Linked DNA regions of Mus musculus: regions 1, 2, 3 and 5 are each linked to region 4. The links are chromatin contacts, called in public Hi-C, HiCAR-type and HiChIP or PLAC-seq maps. All regions are on one chromosome and are shown on one strand. Each heading gives the region's core, a stretch centred on a gene start, on an enhancer-like site or on the middle of the called end of the contact. The rest is flanking DNA. Distances are from core to core; before and after follow the strand shown.

Region 1 (2,703 bases), core at 99-2,598, 760 kb before region 4:
GAAAAGGACAATATAGATAACAGGTATTGTTTGTCTATTATTTTTAAGATAATTTTTAATTTATGTTCTTCCTTTATTGTATGAGTATTCTGTCTACATGTACATCTGCATACCCGAAGAGGGCATCAGATTCCTTTATAGATGGTTGTGAGCCACCGTGTGATTGCTGAGAATTGAACTCAGTACCCTGGAAGAGCAGCCAGTGCTCTCAACCACTGAGCCCTCTTATTAGCTACCATTTATCTATATTATTAATATTAATTAATTAATAATATTAACAATAATGGTTTGTTTCTTTTTTCTGTGTAGATTTTGACATATTATAGGAATTATATAGTGGGCTGCAGAGATGGCTCAGCAATTAAGAGCATTTGCTGCCCTTCCAGAAGACCAGTTTCCAGACCTGTTTGGAGGTCTAGTAGTGAGGTGTCAGTAACTCTAGTTGCAAGGGATTTGATGTCCTCATCTGACTTCTCTGCATACTCTTACATGACATATGCACATAAAGATACACACACATAAATAAAAGAAATAAAAAATAAATATTTAAAAAAGAATTTTATAACTAGCACAAATTTGCTCATTACATTCTTTGTAAATGTTAAAGGATACCAGAACAATTATTGACCAGTCAATATTAATTAGTCTTACATTCAGTATGAACATGTACAATCCAAACCAAAGGGTGACACAATCCAGTAACTCCATCTGATTAGGTAAAATCAGAATGCCGAGATTTGAAAGGATCCACACGCCTCAGAGCACAGGTATTGTCTATGGATTCAAAGACAATAACTAGGCTTCTGGTTGGTGACTGTGAAACTAATTTTATTTCCACCTTCTAGAAAGGTACTTTGTGCCTACACGTGGTGGCGTCTCAGGTAAGTTTCTAACTTCAAACTCTATTGATTTTCTGCAGATACTTATTAGATGCTTAATAGTGACTGAAAGCATAATGCTTTCTTATTCAACTGCACCACAGTCCAAGATTCACAAGAAATTTCAAGGTGTTTTGGAAAGAAAAGTTGCTGCAAATGTTTATATTTCACTTGCTCCATGAAATCCAGACACTGCCACAGTACACCAGAGCTTGCCATTTGGAGACATGAGAAGCAATACAGCAGTTTTCTGCAGCATTAACAACTTCAATTGCTCACTCCATGGATGGGGCCATATCTGTGATTCTGCGCATTTAACCCTGAGCAGCGTCTGTTGACACCCAACAGAGGTCGATCCTGGTATTTTATTATTTACTGGTATTTCCTTCTGCAGGATGTCCGCTCTGCTTGTCTTCCCGCATGAGAGAGTGCAGATGTTCCTGAAAGCTTCTTTGCGTGGTGGATTGACTTGAAGCAAGATGCTGAAAGAGAAGGGGCGGAGCTTAAGGGGAGCTGTCAGGGCCAGCCAAGGGGAGGCAGCAGACTAGGGCTTTGCAGCTACTGAAAATGAGCTGTTCTCCAGGAAACAGATTCAGATTCTTTTGTTTCTGCTGAATCAGAGAATAAAATGTTCTGCTGCTCTTTTAAAGTTTAGAGATCCAAATGATACCATGACAAGGATGCTCTTGGATAATCTGTTTCCTTGAAATGTCACTAAGATGTTCCTTGGAGTCTGTGGTACAGACCTGGATGCAGGAAAGATCCAAAGATCATGGAAGATGTTATGTGATTTCTAAGAAGGATGGATGAGCTAGTATGAAGCCCAAAAAGTTCTAGACATCTCTACCAGCATATCACTCACACAATAAGACCACTGCATCCTGTGAAGGGATTTACAAGGCCACTTGTGATATAGACACCAATGATATGTTTAACAACCTATGGCATATTGTGTGCTTGAGCAGGTGGGTTTCGAGGTAGATGGAAAAATCACCAAAGTCTGCCCCAGGCAAGGAAAGAGCTTTGAGGATATTGCTCTTAAGATGCTATGTTGAGAAGATACATCTAGCTCATTCATGCACTATGGTTATAAACATGTTCCATGAGGGGCTACTCTCAGTCATATATAAAGGAATACACAGGAGGAAGTCAGACACTAGGGCATGGGCTAAGTCAAGATTCAAAAGCATAGTTGGACTTTTGGACAGACGCTTGCACCAAAGCAGACCATGGAATGCAGAAACATCTCAGTCACATTCAAACCACAAATTAGGCAGATAGTCCATGAAGATTAGTCTGAGAAGTGAAAAGAAGTCCCCCAACTTCATTTCCTCCACACTGGCACAGATGGTGACTACTACATCAGAGCTTACATGAAATGAATGAGTAATAGCAAGTCAGAATAAGGCAGAGAGATGCTAAGTTACAGGTTCATCTTTCAAACTTTCACAGCCAAGAACTACCAATCAAATCCTTAATACTCGAACACAGCATCCAAGGTGGGCTGAGTCAGACAAGCCCTGGCTTGCTATAATCTTCTTTTAGAAAGCCTGACTGTTTTTATTGTCTCATCACCGTCCTCACTGGGAAGTAGGGCTTTCTGAGATGGTCAAAGATAAGTCCATGAAAAAGATAAGACATGAAAGTTGTCTATCTAGAAGAAGAATGGAAAGAGAGAAAAATAAATTCCTTCCATTTACATTTTCATTCCCAGGACCACATGTGGAGGGAGTGATGATAATATTTAATTAATATTTACAATACAAGAATTAGTAACTTGAATGCATTATCTTATATAAACCTTATAGTAACCCAATAAGGTTGA
Region 2 (2,700 bases), core at 188-2,687, 600 kb before region 4:
TCAGGACTCAGTTGATGCCCTACTGATACATCACCACTTTTGTAAAGAAGACCTCCTCTTTGGGTTCTGTAATATGCAGAGAAGAGGGTAGACAGCGGGTGGAGAGGGAAGAAGGGAGTACCCCTGATGGTTTTATTTTTGAATCTACCTGCAGAATGAGTCAGAAAAGTGGTTTTCCTGACCTGCCTATCTTCTCAGGCCTGAGGGGGGGAAAGGTCAAGTACTCTCTCTTGATGACTTTGTTAATCTCTAGAGACTCAATGGCTATTCACCCGGATCAGCCCTGGGTTACTATTTACATGTCTCAGTTGGGAAAAATGAAGGCCTGCCTTGCAGAATAACTGCTTAGGAGCACAGAAGCAAATCTCACACATAGGACCAAGCTGAAGGCTTTAAAGGAGACAGATACAACTCAGACTTGAAGCCCAGCACAGTGATGAGACTTGTTAGAAGAAAGGGTGGTTTGCCAAGATGGCAAGAAAATATTGTGTGTATGTATATGCCCACGCACAAGTTCGTGTGTGTCTACATGTGTGTGTAGGTATATGTATATATGTGTTTACAGAAGGCACAGGACTTTATGAAATGCCTTCCTCAGCCTGTCTCCTTCTTTCATGAGACAGGTCTCACAAGGTCTCTCACTGCACCCAGAACTTGAGCATTGTCTAGATTGGCTGGCCAGGAAACCCCAGGGATTCTCTGTTTCTCTCTTCTATGTGCTGCTCTCACAGATGCACGCCTCCACATCAGCCCTTTTAACATGGATGTTGGGGTTTAGAACTCAGGTCTCAGTCCGTGCATGACAAGTACTTTACTGACTGAACCATCTCCCTATTCCCCTCTACCCCAAGAAAATGTTTCTGCAAAGAAATATTTAGAACAGAAACTGAACATGAAGGCTCTCGGTGTGTTTGGGAAGGTGAGAAGGTGTCCCAACCCCCACAATTGACAAATCCCGGCTGGCACAAGGATCATTTCTGGTGATTTTCATTTGATTTAAGCTGCATTACTCGGACAACCGAGTAATGTAGCTTATTTGTTTGTTTGTTTTAATGCATATGAGATCTGCAAGCCAGTGCCTTGCTGGGTGCTCTCTCTGGATCTTGAGGTCTAAACTGTCTTGGATGGAGGAACATTCAGAGAGAGTTAGCTGCATTTTGGACCCAGGATCCTGAGCTACAGACATCAAAGTGAGCGGCTTCTCCGTTCTGCACCAGCAGACGTGCTGGAGGTTGAACGGCAGGTATTACAGCCCGGTAATGATCATTCATCTTAGTCACAATCGCAAAGAGCTTTCCATGCCTCCCTCCCTCCTCGTGCCTCCCTTGCCTCCTCCGTTCAACCCCTTCCCTCACAATCCACACGAAGCAAAATGTGCTCATTCCTTTGCCCCAGTAATGCCAGCAATGATGCTGTTGGGGGCGGGGCAGGGTTCTCGGATCAAAGAAGCCTCTCGAGCAGTGCCCTGTGTGGGAAAGGAGCCTCACTCCCCAGCCTGCCTCTCTTACTTTCTCTCTCCACACCAGGCATTCTTTTATCGGTTCAAATTAACATTAAAGAACAATAACCAAGTGATTCAGGACTGCAACCCGACAAACAAACAAACCAAAACCTGGGATCCTTCCACAATAAAACTCCATAGAATGCAAGAAACTGGCACATTTTAAAATGACTCTTTATTAACAGAGGAAAAGAAAAAAAAATCATATGAGGTAAATCCTTCACCAAGCAACTCACCAGGGAGCCTGGTAAAAATAAATTGCACAGCCTTAATTTTTCTAGCAGCTTCCATGCTAATTCTTTGAAACTGAGTACGAAGCCCTTGGCCTAATCCCAAGAGCCGCGCTATAGTAAATAGTGCACATTTAATGCCGAGGTTCCTTTTAGCACCATTCAGACAGTGACTTCAGCTGCACAGCTTAGTCATAGCAGACATTTTTGTGGTGAAAGCATTAAACCCACATGCAGCTCTTTTTCTGTGGTCACTGGGGGTCATGCTCCTTCCCCATTAGCTGAATAAATCATAAAGTCGGCTTGGACCACCCAAGGAGCACGGCCAGCATGCCGCAGGCAGTGCCTACAGCTTGCTATTTCTTTTCAGAATCTACAGGGGGAAAAAAAAGAAGCAGAAAAAGAAAAACAAGGTGGAAAACACACACACACACACACACACACACACACACACACACACACACACAGACTGGCCATAGGAAAACATTTTCTTTTAAATTGCAATATCTTTGCAAATAATTTTTTTTCTTGTATAGTTTTTTTTAAATCTATGTTGTTAAAAACAAAAGAAGCTTAAGAAGAAAGTTAGTTGAAAAACTAAAGCCACACGCATGCCTCCTGTCATAAACTACAGTTGGACGGATTTTATTGTTGTTGTTTTCTGTTGATTTTAAATTAAGGGAGCCCACCCTGTGTGGCCGGCCTCTGATAAGACACATAGCAGATGCAACGGGGGAGCTGTGCATCCGGCAAACTGACAAGGCCAAAGGGATTTAACAAGGAAGCCACCGTGTTGTCTAATGTCCCCTGTGTCAAGTGATTCACTCCTTCAGGGGTGGGGGCGGTGGACTGGGAGGAAGGTCTTGCAGGCCCCATTCCCATCCGTCAGTAAATAAGATAAGAAACAGGAATTTTAAACACAACTATTAGCAGGCAACTGCTATCACTTCAACAAACCACAGCTCCTTA
Region 3 (2,700 bases), core at 49-2,548, 950 kb before region 4:
GGTAACAAGCGCTATGAATGCCAGGAGTGGGTGAGCTTGATGTTTGACAAATTAGGTCCCTGTGGTTCTGTGACCATGTGGCATTGCAGGTCACAGAGCTAGTAAACAAAAGCTATGCAAAGCCTATCATGGTGCTTGCTCTTTTCTACCACCTCTTACCGCTCTTACTGCCTCTGCAGAGAATGCACAATTTGTCATTTTCACTGTGCGGGGGAGGGGAGGGGCAGAGCCTTGAAACCGCATGCTTCATGTTGTTGACAGTGCTCCCCTGGGTCGTGGCTTATCTGCTATTTTTACTGTGGTAGCACCCTCACAACATGCAACTGGCTGCAGGAAGATCTCTCTTTTTTGTTATGGAGCTGATTGCAGGTTTCATGTTGATGCACATAGCCAAGTTACTGGTGATAAATAGGGCCCCAGTAAGTACCTTTGTGGTAGCTGAATGCCTCCTCCTGGAAAAACTATCTTGCATGTGGATGAAACTGTAGCATGGACACCTCTAATAGTGTAACCTATGCATCACTCATGCATACATTTCTCCTACTGATTTGCTGCAGAATAGGTAGTGGGTTCAATTTTCTAGTAACAGCATTGTATGAAGTCAAGTTTTATTCTAGTTGGCAACAGAGCAGTCAGTACCTGTGGCGGAACTTTTGGAGTTTTAGTTTCTAAAATGTGCTGTGTGATTTTTCAAGTTTGTGGGTCGTGTTCTAGAGAGACCTTTTGAAGATTTAATTCATGTGTGGATGCATGCCTCTGTAGGTGTGTGTACACGAGTGCAGATTCTTGTGGAGGCCAGAAGAGGGGATTGGATCTCTTGGAATTACAGGTGGATTCTGGAACTGAACTCCAGTCCTCCGCTGTTGTTGACTGCTGAGCCATCTCTCCAGCACTTAGTTAGAGAAATATTTTAAAAACAATTAAAATAATGCGTTTCATGTCACACGCGCATGTATGTGTGTGTATCCTTTTTTCCATATTTTATAAACTGATCATGCCATCCTGATCATACAGGCTTATAATGATTGTCATTGGAAAAATGAGAGTATTTATGATGAATATTTACTGAATAGCTACCCTACATTGTACACCTTAGGAAAGTCAACTTTCTTATAGAATAAAGACTTCTACTTATTTCTGAGTGTCCAGCACATGAGATGGTCACCAGTGAGCATGTGTTGGGGTCAGCAGCTGAGGGCTTTGAAATCGTGGTTGTAAAAATCCAGAATTGACTGACTATCGTGGTAGAGAACACATGGCAGCAGGCAGAGAAGGCACAGAGGTGGATCACAGGGATGCCACATTCAGGAAGCAGAGGGCAAGCAGGAAGTGGGTCTGGGCTATATTTATTGAGATGGGTTTTCCATCTCATTTCTGTTTATTTGGTGTGCATAAAGACTAAAATAAAACAAAACACCTTACAGCAAATGAAGTACTCATTCAAATGGGTTCCTTCCTGCTTCAGGGAAAAGAATAACAGCCAGGATATATTATGAACAGTAAAGAAAGAAGCTGGCTAATGAAACAGAATCTAAGGATAAGTACCCTGCAGTTGAAGTGGACCCTGTGGGTTAAGCTAACATCTGTGTCCATCTATTCTTAACACTGACACGTTGAACTTGAAGTAGAAAGCTGTATAAACTCTGGAGTCCAGTTCATAACAGGGCTTAAACCCTGGACTTTGGGCACTGAAATACAAATAGCTCAGAAACAATTGTTCAGGGCCAATTTCCAAGTTAGTTTCCTATTGCCATGTAAGAATGCTACAGCCTAAGTACATTAAAAACAATAACATATATACATTCTTAGTTGCAGTGGGTCATTAAAAATGAGAGTATATATACATTTTCTCCTCGATTCAGTGGGTCAGGTGTGTGGCTGTGCTAGGACCTTGGATCAGGCTCCAAAGGACTAATACCAAGGAGCTAGGTGGTCTCCTCTCTTAACTGAGAGGAGAAGATGCTTCAGATACACTTGGATTGTCGGCAGAGGCTGATACCCAGTCTGCAACTGAAGCTCCTAGCAGCTTCCCACACGACAGTGGCTTTAGGCTACAATGAGCTTCAGTAAGGTTCCTGCACTCTCCACACTCTGAAGATCTAGTGGAAACTTCACAACATGATCATTTGCTTCTTCAAGGCTTTAGTACCCATTAGCAGGATGGAGCCCACCTGCCCCCTCACCCCCACCACGCACACACAGGTGTGTGGAAACCTAATCACAGTAGGGCATGCTAGTGCCCTTGATGTATTCTGGTTACTTGAAGTGTGTTAGTTCCTCCCCTATAGCTCTGATAACACTACAACCAAGGCAGCTTATGGAAGGATGGTTGCATTTGGTTTGCAGTTGCAGAGGGATTAGAGCCCATTATGGCAAGAGGAGTGGCAACAGGCAGCAGACATAGTGGGTGGGTAGAGCAGAAGCCGGGAGTTCACAATTTCCTTTCAAAAAGCTGATTTAAAGGAAATTAAAAAATTAAAAAAAATGTGTGTGTGTGTGTGTGTGCGTACATACATGTGCTGCAGAGGTCAGAGGTCTTGGACCCTCTACCACAAGAGCTGAACTTACAGACAGCTGTAAACTGTCTAATATGGAAGATGGGAATCAAACTATATGCTCTGGGAGACCACGCTCTGGGAGAGCAGTATGTGCTCCTGACCACCGATCCATCTTTCTAGCCCAGGATTCAACATCTTGAGT
Region 4 (2,700 bases), core at 109-2,608:
TGCCATGACAATCCTTCTGCAAAAATATAAAAACAGAATTTCAGTGCCCAGCGTTGTGGCACATATCTGTAATCCTAGTACTCAGGGAGGCAAAGGCTGCAGAAGCACAAGAATCTGAGTTCCAGGTCAACCTGGTCGACCACAGTGAGCTCCAGGACTACACAGAGATACCTGTTTGGTTTCAGACCCGGGACCAGGGAATGAGATGCATATTTTAAATACCAAAGCAGGACCTGGCTTCCAGGTTCTCCCAGCATCCCTCAGTCCCTATCTGGATATCCTGCCTGGAACCTTGAACTTTCCAGCCCAAGGGCTGGGCTGCCCTTCCCCCAGAGGTTTCTCCCTATATAAACCAGACGTTTTGGTCTCTCTTCCTGTTTTCCACTTCTTTCTCTGCGTGCACTCAACCCCTTCTCTCTTTCCTACCCCCCCCCCCCCCCCCCGCTTCCCCATGGAGATTTCCCTGGCCTTCGTCCTTGGGGCTAGTGAACTCGCCCATCTAAGATCAGCTTCCCAATAAACCTGCATTTAATATACTCTAATCTGGCTTAAACTGGCTAATTTCACTGACGGCAAAGAAATAAGCTATCAATACTCTGTCTACAGAAATATATCAAAAAAAAAAAATAAAGTAAAATTTCAATGGCAAAATAATCACTCATATTTCCTTCATCCTCCTTACCTTTTGTTAATCCTAGTAAATCTATGAAAAGTATGAAAAAAAAACTTCTTGGAGAGTGAAAACCATGTTAAATTGTTTCGGTGACTTTTATGGCTACTTTACACTATTGTAAATTATACTTATAATAAATTCCATAAAGTTCTGCTACAAGGCTAACATAACTATAGACCACCACCTTGACACGTCCCTTTGGATTCCAAACTATCCTTATAACCACCGCACAAACAATAATAATTTATAATTTACATAATCACAGAGACATACATTCCGTTAAAACATGAATACCATGCCATTGGAGATGTAGGGGGAGAGGGGCGGCCCATCTCGACACGGGAACAAAATTCAAAGAACAGCCAAGTAGATGAGACAAAACGCTAGGGAAGAAATGGGTTCCTGGCCTTAAACAGTAATACTGAAGGAGCTGAGAATTAGACTTGGGATCCTGCCTACCACCTCCGTCTTACCGGATTAGCAAGGCCCACAAAGCCTGAGGAGACAGCAAGCCTAACGCCGCCGAGACTAGGGAGAAGGGCTCTACCTGCGCCCGCTAGCACACAGTTCTCTAAACCGAGGGAGAGCCGCTGTCTTACACACCTGATTCGCCACAATTCCGGTTCTCAGGCCCCCGCCACTCCCACTGCGGCTCGACGATTCTAGGCTCCCTCAGTTCATTGGCGTCGCGGCGCAATGACGTCACCAACGTCATCACTCCCTCCAGGGCGCCGACTCTGCGCTCTGTCGCGCACGCGCACTATGCCCTCATGCCTTGCGCGAGGCGGCGGCTGTGCACCGCCATCTTTGCCGGTGGCGGTAAGAACACGCTGTGTGCTAAGACCTGACGGCTAGCGCTGCTTTGGCTACTGCACGCCCCGCTGTAAGGGGCCCGCTGTCTCCAGGTACGAGAATTCGCGGGAGAGGTTTGGTGTTAGGCGGCCGGCTGCCACCTTGGGAAGACTCTTAGGGACACAGTCGGAACGCCTGTAAGTTAGGCCTCAGTAGCGGAGACCGTAGCGCGTGGCAACCGGCTCCAGCTGCACATCTGGGACGCCGGAGCGTTCCGCGCGCGTCCGTTCGGCCATCCCGGCCTCAGGGCGTCTGTATTCCAGACACGGCCCGCTGCCACGAGAACGGTCGCAGATGCCATAGCCTCTGCTCGCCACCCTCCACTGCCCCTTCCCCCCACCCCCGCTCCCACCCTCAAGCTAACCCTTCTGTGGAGGACGCTCCGCACCCAGCAGATCCCCCAAGCTTCCCCTCACAGTCAGACGGCTATGTTGGCATTTGGTTGTAAGAAGTAATCCTTTTTTTTTTTTTTTAATAATTGTGGACTGACTCATAGCATCTTGCCGCCATGAAGTCCAGTGCTCCTAGTCCAGTCCCAGACTTTATGGAAATGATAGGCAAACGTTCTATCTTTCTCATAGAGCGACGTGTTCTCAGTTGGGACTGCGGTTAGTAGACCAAGTGAGTTTCCGAGTTGAGTGCCTGTCTTTAGGACTTCCGAGAAGCACTTTGTAGCACCCTGTCCTCTTCCCATTAGTGACTTAATCTCTTGTTTATTACCTCTTCGGCTTCTTGACATCAGGGATGCTGTCTTCAAAATGCCTTTAAATATCCTTTCTAGGCTTAATACATTGTAGGTATTTAGTATGTGTTGCAAATAAATGATGGTCAAAGGTGAATTTCTGAACCTCAAGAGCTACATAAGTATTTTCTCTATTTTGATGGTAAAAATGGTAACTAAGGAATAGCTGTCAAAAAGCTTTTATTGCTTTGCCCTTTCTTCCAAGGGACTACAAACTACGGAGTTAGAGTAACATTTGTATTGTAGCCTATGGTCCTGTATGCTGAAAGTAGTCACCCTGTGTCTGTCAGTTGATAATGTATTCACTATAATCAAAAAGCTTAAATATTTTTGAACCAAAATGTATTTAAGGTTTTATCTTTTCATAGCACTGCTTAGCTCACCTCTATAAATGAAACAACAAAGACAAAAATATGTTTCAGAAAAACATTCT
Region 5 (2,700 bases), core at 91-2,590, 780 kb before region 4:
TACCCACCCACTCCCCCTTTTTGGCCCTGGCGTTCCCCTGTACTGGGGCATATAAAGTTTGCAAGTCCAATGGGCCTCTCTTTGCAGTGATGGCCGACTAGGCCATCTTTTGATACATATGCAGCTAAAGACAAGAGCTCCCGGGTACTGGTTAGTTCATATTGTTGTTCCACCTATAGGGTTGCAGTTCCCTTTAGCTCCTTGGGTAATTTCTCTAGCTCCTCCACTGGGGGCCGTGTGACCCATCCAATAGCTGACTGTGATCATCCACTTCTGTGTTTACTAGGCCCCACATTGTGCCCGTGTTCCTAACGCTTGCCTCATACCCTCTGCCAGGGAGACTGAATCTCACCCAGTGTCCTACAGAGAGCTCAGCACTTCTCTGCTGTCCACCCTGACTCAGGCCGTAGCTGTGCCATGGATGAAATATGCTCCCCCCCCCCTCGCCTGGGCTATGTGTTTCTAACACAGAGTCACTCACTGTGTTTGAGAGAACATGGCTTAAAATATCCTCAGGAGGCCAAAAGTAAGGCTACTTTAAAATATTTTATTTTATATTATATTATATTTATTTTATTTTATATTATATTTATTTTATTATATCAATTTATCTTAATAATTTTTAAAATTTAAATTTCGATTAAAATTTTAAAAATATTAAATTAAAATTTTAATTATTTTAATAAATTAAATTATTTTAATAAATTAAATTAAATTATATTAATTTATTTTAAAAACATATTACTTTGGATTCAGCCCAGCCATAGAGCAATTAGAAAGGTTTTTGTGGTTATTGTTGTTTTTGTTGTTGTTTTCTTAGTAACAGTAGTAACAGTTCCACAAAGAGAAACCCCTCAGTTTCATGCTGACAGCTTGTCTCCTCTCAGCAGGAGAAACTGGTTATACTAGTTTTGAAAAAGAAAGGGCATAAGTCTACCCTAACCTTCACCAGTTAACCTTAGCTTAGAAATAAGTCTCTTCATAGCCCCAAGCGAAGTAACATGGTTATTTATGTAACGATATTACTTACACTTGATACAAGTTTACTGCTATCTAGGGTTAGAATCAAAGGCATTTCTTAGACTGGGGAACTGCTATTCAGGCACAAATGGTTGTGGGCTGCAGTGTGCCACTCCTGTCCCTAGCTGAATCCTATTTAAACACACCCTCCAGACTGAAACTGAATGTACTACTCAGTCATTGGTTCAGTTAAGTAAGAAAACCAGCATTGGGGCAATTCATAGTTTAAATAAGTCATCGAGAATAAAATATCATCAAGCTGAAAATATTCACTCACCTGATGTTGTCACAGCAGCTGTGCTCTCGGTCATACTGGGAGTGTCTGTCAGCCTTAGGAAGGCCTTGCCTACCTCCTGGTATCTCTCAGGCCCACCTTCCCGGGGCCTCTATCCGTTGACACACATTGGCTAGCATTTAAATGATGCAACATTATTTAGTGTCTGTTAATAAAGATAACTAGAGGTCTGCATAACTGCGAGGACCAGAGTGGAATTAAAATCTTTGTTCCAAAGAATTGCCTGCTGTGTTAAATTTACTTCATGTAAACGAAGTGAGCACCACAAGGCAGCACCAAGGACCACTCAACTGGACATAGAGACTGCAGAGGTCAGGGCAGGCGCTGGACTTGGAGAGTAGGAGTGTTTCTAATGCGGGGGTCCCTATGATCCCTTAAGAAAGTGGCTTCTTGTGTACGAACTGCATGCATTGAAAACTTTACACAATGTTTGCGAACTCTGAGGTTTGAAAGGCTGTCAAGCTCGTGACAGCTCAAAGAGTAATGAAAGAAACGTGAGTCGGGAGAAATCTTCCAGGAAAGTGGAATTCGAACTGAACTGCAGTGTCCGTGTGGCTATAAAAGCAGTTACGTGCTTTACAATGCTTTAAAATGCTCTGTTGCTCAGTGACCGTGAGGCAATCCCCAAATAACAAAAGTAAACGCTAGAAAACAAGACCAGGCAAACCCCAGTCACCCTGAAAGCATAAAGGGAGTGTGTGTAGCGCTGAGCAGAAGCAGGAAGCCCGACCACAGCGGAGACAAACTCCAGGCAGATACCGGCTTGGGCTCAGGACATAGGAGAAGAGTAGCTTTGATTCGAAAGTCTTTGGAAATCAGCCCTTATTAAGCTGCGGAGCGGGAGCTGACCACCAGCTAATAGAGAATTGCGGTTCTTTCTGGTGTCCTTGATGCGTCCTCCCCTCCCCCCCCGCCCCCGAATTTAAAGAAATGCAAAAGCTGGTGGCTTCTCAGGTTGAAAATTCGAGTGTGTGGAAATGGAGACACGTGGCGACCTCTAGTGGCTGTTCTGCATAATAGAAACGAAATGTGGAAACAAAACAAAACAAGAAAACACAACTGGAGAAAACATCAAGTCTTTCCCTTCCTCTTCGTTGTCCAGGAGTATCATCAGGTCGTATCTATGACTTACATCCCACAAATGTGTCAGGCAAGCACAACTGTGTTTTGAGAATTTTGAGCCAGCGTCTGAAGATTAAACAATTGTGTTTGAGACATGCAATCTGACAGAGATCTCATCAGGTTGGTTCTGTATGTGCTTGGCTACTTTTCTCTAAGTAGTATTGGGCCAGTCACTGCAGCGCCATGCAGAAACACAAGCTACGATGTTGGAGAGGAGGAAAATAGTTTGGATCCTTGAGCTCTGTCCGACGTCTATCGTCCTT

What was found. A called contact is a pair of places that touch in the nucleus more often than the background predicts. HiCAR-type assays count read pairs that join an accessible place to other places. HiChIP or PLAC-seq counts read pairs in DNA pulled down with a chosen protein or histone mark.
Region 1: an H3K4me3 HiChIP or PLAC-seq map of embryonic hindbrain shows a contact between it and region 4, with 10 times the contacts expected there. The contact joins the enhancer-like site here to the promoter of Anapc10 in region 4. A contact is called at or near these places in 9 of 39 promoter capture datasets (the HPC-7 cell line, HPC-7-derived erythroid cells, cancer-associated fibroblasts and 5 more), 1 of 15 datasets of contacts at CTCF or cohesin (large pre-B cells), 20 of 484 Hi-C or Micro-C datasets (the HPC-7 cell line, Th2 cells, astrocytes and 13 more), 31 of 115 datasets of contacts at active chromatin or transcription factors (the 230-238 cell line, DN3 thymocytes, the SCID.adh cell line and 21 more) and 3 of 9 other capture datasets (adipose tissue, embryonic stem cells and liver).
Region 2: a Hi-C map of bone marrow-derived macrophages shows a contact between it and region 4, with 4 times the contacts expected there. The contact joins the enhancer-like site here to the promoter of Anapc10 in region 4. A contact is called at or near these places in 1 of 484 Hi-C or Micro-C datasets (bone marrow-derived macrophages), 5 of 115 datasets of contacts at active chromatin or transcription factors (bone marrow-derived macrophages, craniofacial prominence, embryonic stem cells and 1 more) and 1 of 9 other capture datasets (adipose tissue).
Region 3: an H3K4me3 HiChIP or PLAC-seq map of pro-B cells shows a contact between it and region 4, with 7 times the contacts expected there. The contact joins the enhancer-like site here to the promoter of Anapc10 in region 4. A contact is called at or near these places in 8 of 115 datasets of contacts at active chromatin or transcription factors (the 230-238 cell line, acute myeloid leukemia, bone marrow-derived macrophages and 5 more).
Region 5: a HiCAR-type map of astrocytes shows a contact between it and region 4, with 13 times the contacts expected there. The contact joins the promoter of Gypa here to the promoter of Anapc10 in region 4. A contact is called at or near these places in 11 of 39 promoter capture datasets (the HPC-7 cell line, HPC-7-derived erythroid cells, Sertoli cells and 7 more), 1 of 15 datasets of contacts at CTCF or cohesin (large pre-B cells), 19 of 484 Hi-C or Micro-C datasets (the HPC-7 cell line, Th2 cells, astrocytes and 13 more), 33 of 115 datasets of contacts at active chromatin or transcription factors (the 230-238 cell line, DN3 thymocytes, the SCID.adh cell line and 22 more) and 5 of 9 other capture datasets (adipose tissue, embryonic stem cells, liver and 2 more).

The regions. Positions count from the first base shown.
Region 1 is chr8:80,473,841-80,476,543 of GRCm38.p6, reverse strand. No RefSeq gene overlaps it. Among named protein-coding and RNA genes, the nearest start is that of Gypa, 19 kb to the left of the region's middle. Within about 2 kb of position 1,348, at least 8 of the 459 cell types and tissues checked have an H3K27ac peak or open chromatin away from gene starts, as enhancers often do. A contact at or near this core is called in long-term hematopoietic stem cells and pro-B cells, where this site is marked.
Region 2 is chr8:80,314,243-80,316,942 of GRCm38.p6, reverse strand. The region is part of intron 3 of Gm30605 (predicted gene, 30605); the gene reads left to right. Among named protein-coding and RNA genes, the nearest start is that of Gm39208, 31 kb to the right of the region's middle. RefSeq lists an enhancer at 1,492-2,598. Within about 2 kb of position 1,437, at least 145 of the 459 cell types and tissues checked have an H3K27ac peak or open chromatin away from gene starts, as enhancers often do. A contact at or near this core is called in adipose tissue, bone marrow-derived macrophages and craniofacial prominence, where this site is marked.
Region 3 is chr8:80,655,364-80,658,063 of GRCm38.p6, reverse strand. All of the region lies in intron 2 of Frem3 (Fras1 related extracellular matrix protein 3), which reads right to left. Among named protein-coding and RNA genes, the nearest start is that of Frem3, 46 kb to the right of the region's middle. Within about 2 kb of position 1,298, at least 2 of the 459 cell types and tissues checked have an H3K27ac peak or open chromatin away from gene starts, as enhancers often do. A contact at or near this core is called in pro-B cells, where this site is marked.
Region 4 is chr8:79,710,421-79,713,120 of GRCm38.p6, reverse strand. Anapc10 (anaphase promoting complex subunit 10) reads right to left here and starts at 1,358. Exons shown (of 5, transcript NM_001357234.1): 1 at 1,277-1,358. It overlaps Abce1 (ATP-binding cassette, sub-family E (OABP), member 1), which reads left to right and starts at 1,381. Exons shown (of 18, transcript NM_015751.2): 1 at 1,381-1,578.
Region 5 is chr8:80,492,685-80,495,384 of GRCm38.p6, reverse strand. Gypa (glycophorin A) reads right to left here and starts at 1,340. Exons shown (of 8, transcript NM_010369.3): 1 at 1,298-1,340. The coding sequence starts at 1,331. RefSeq lists a cis regulatory region at 1,436-1,618.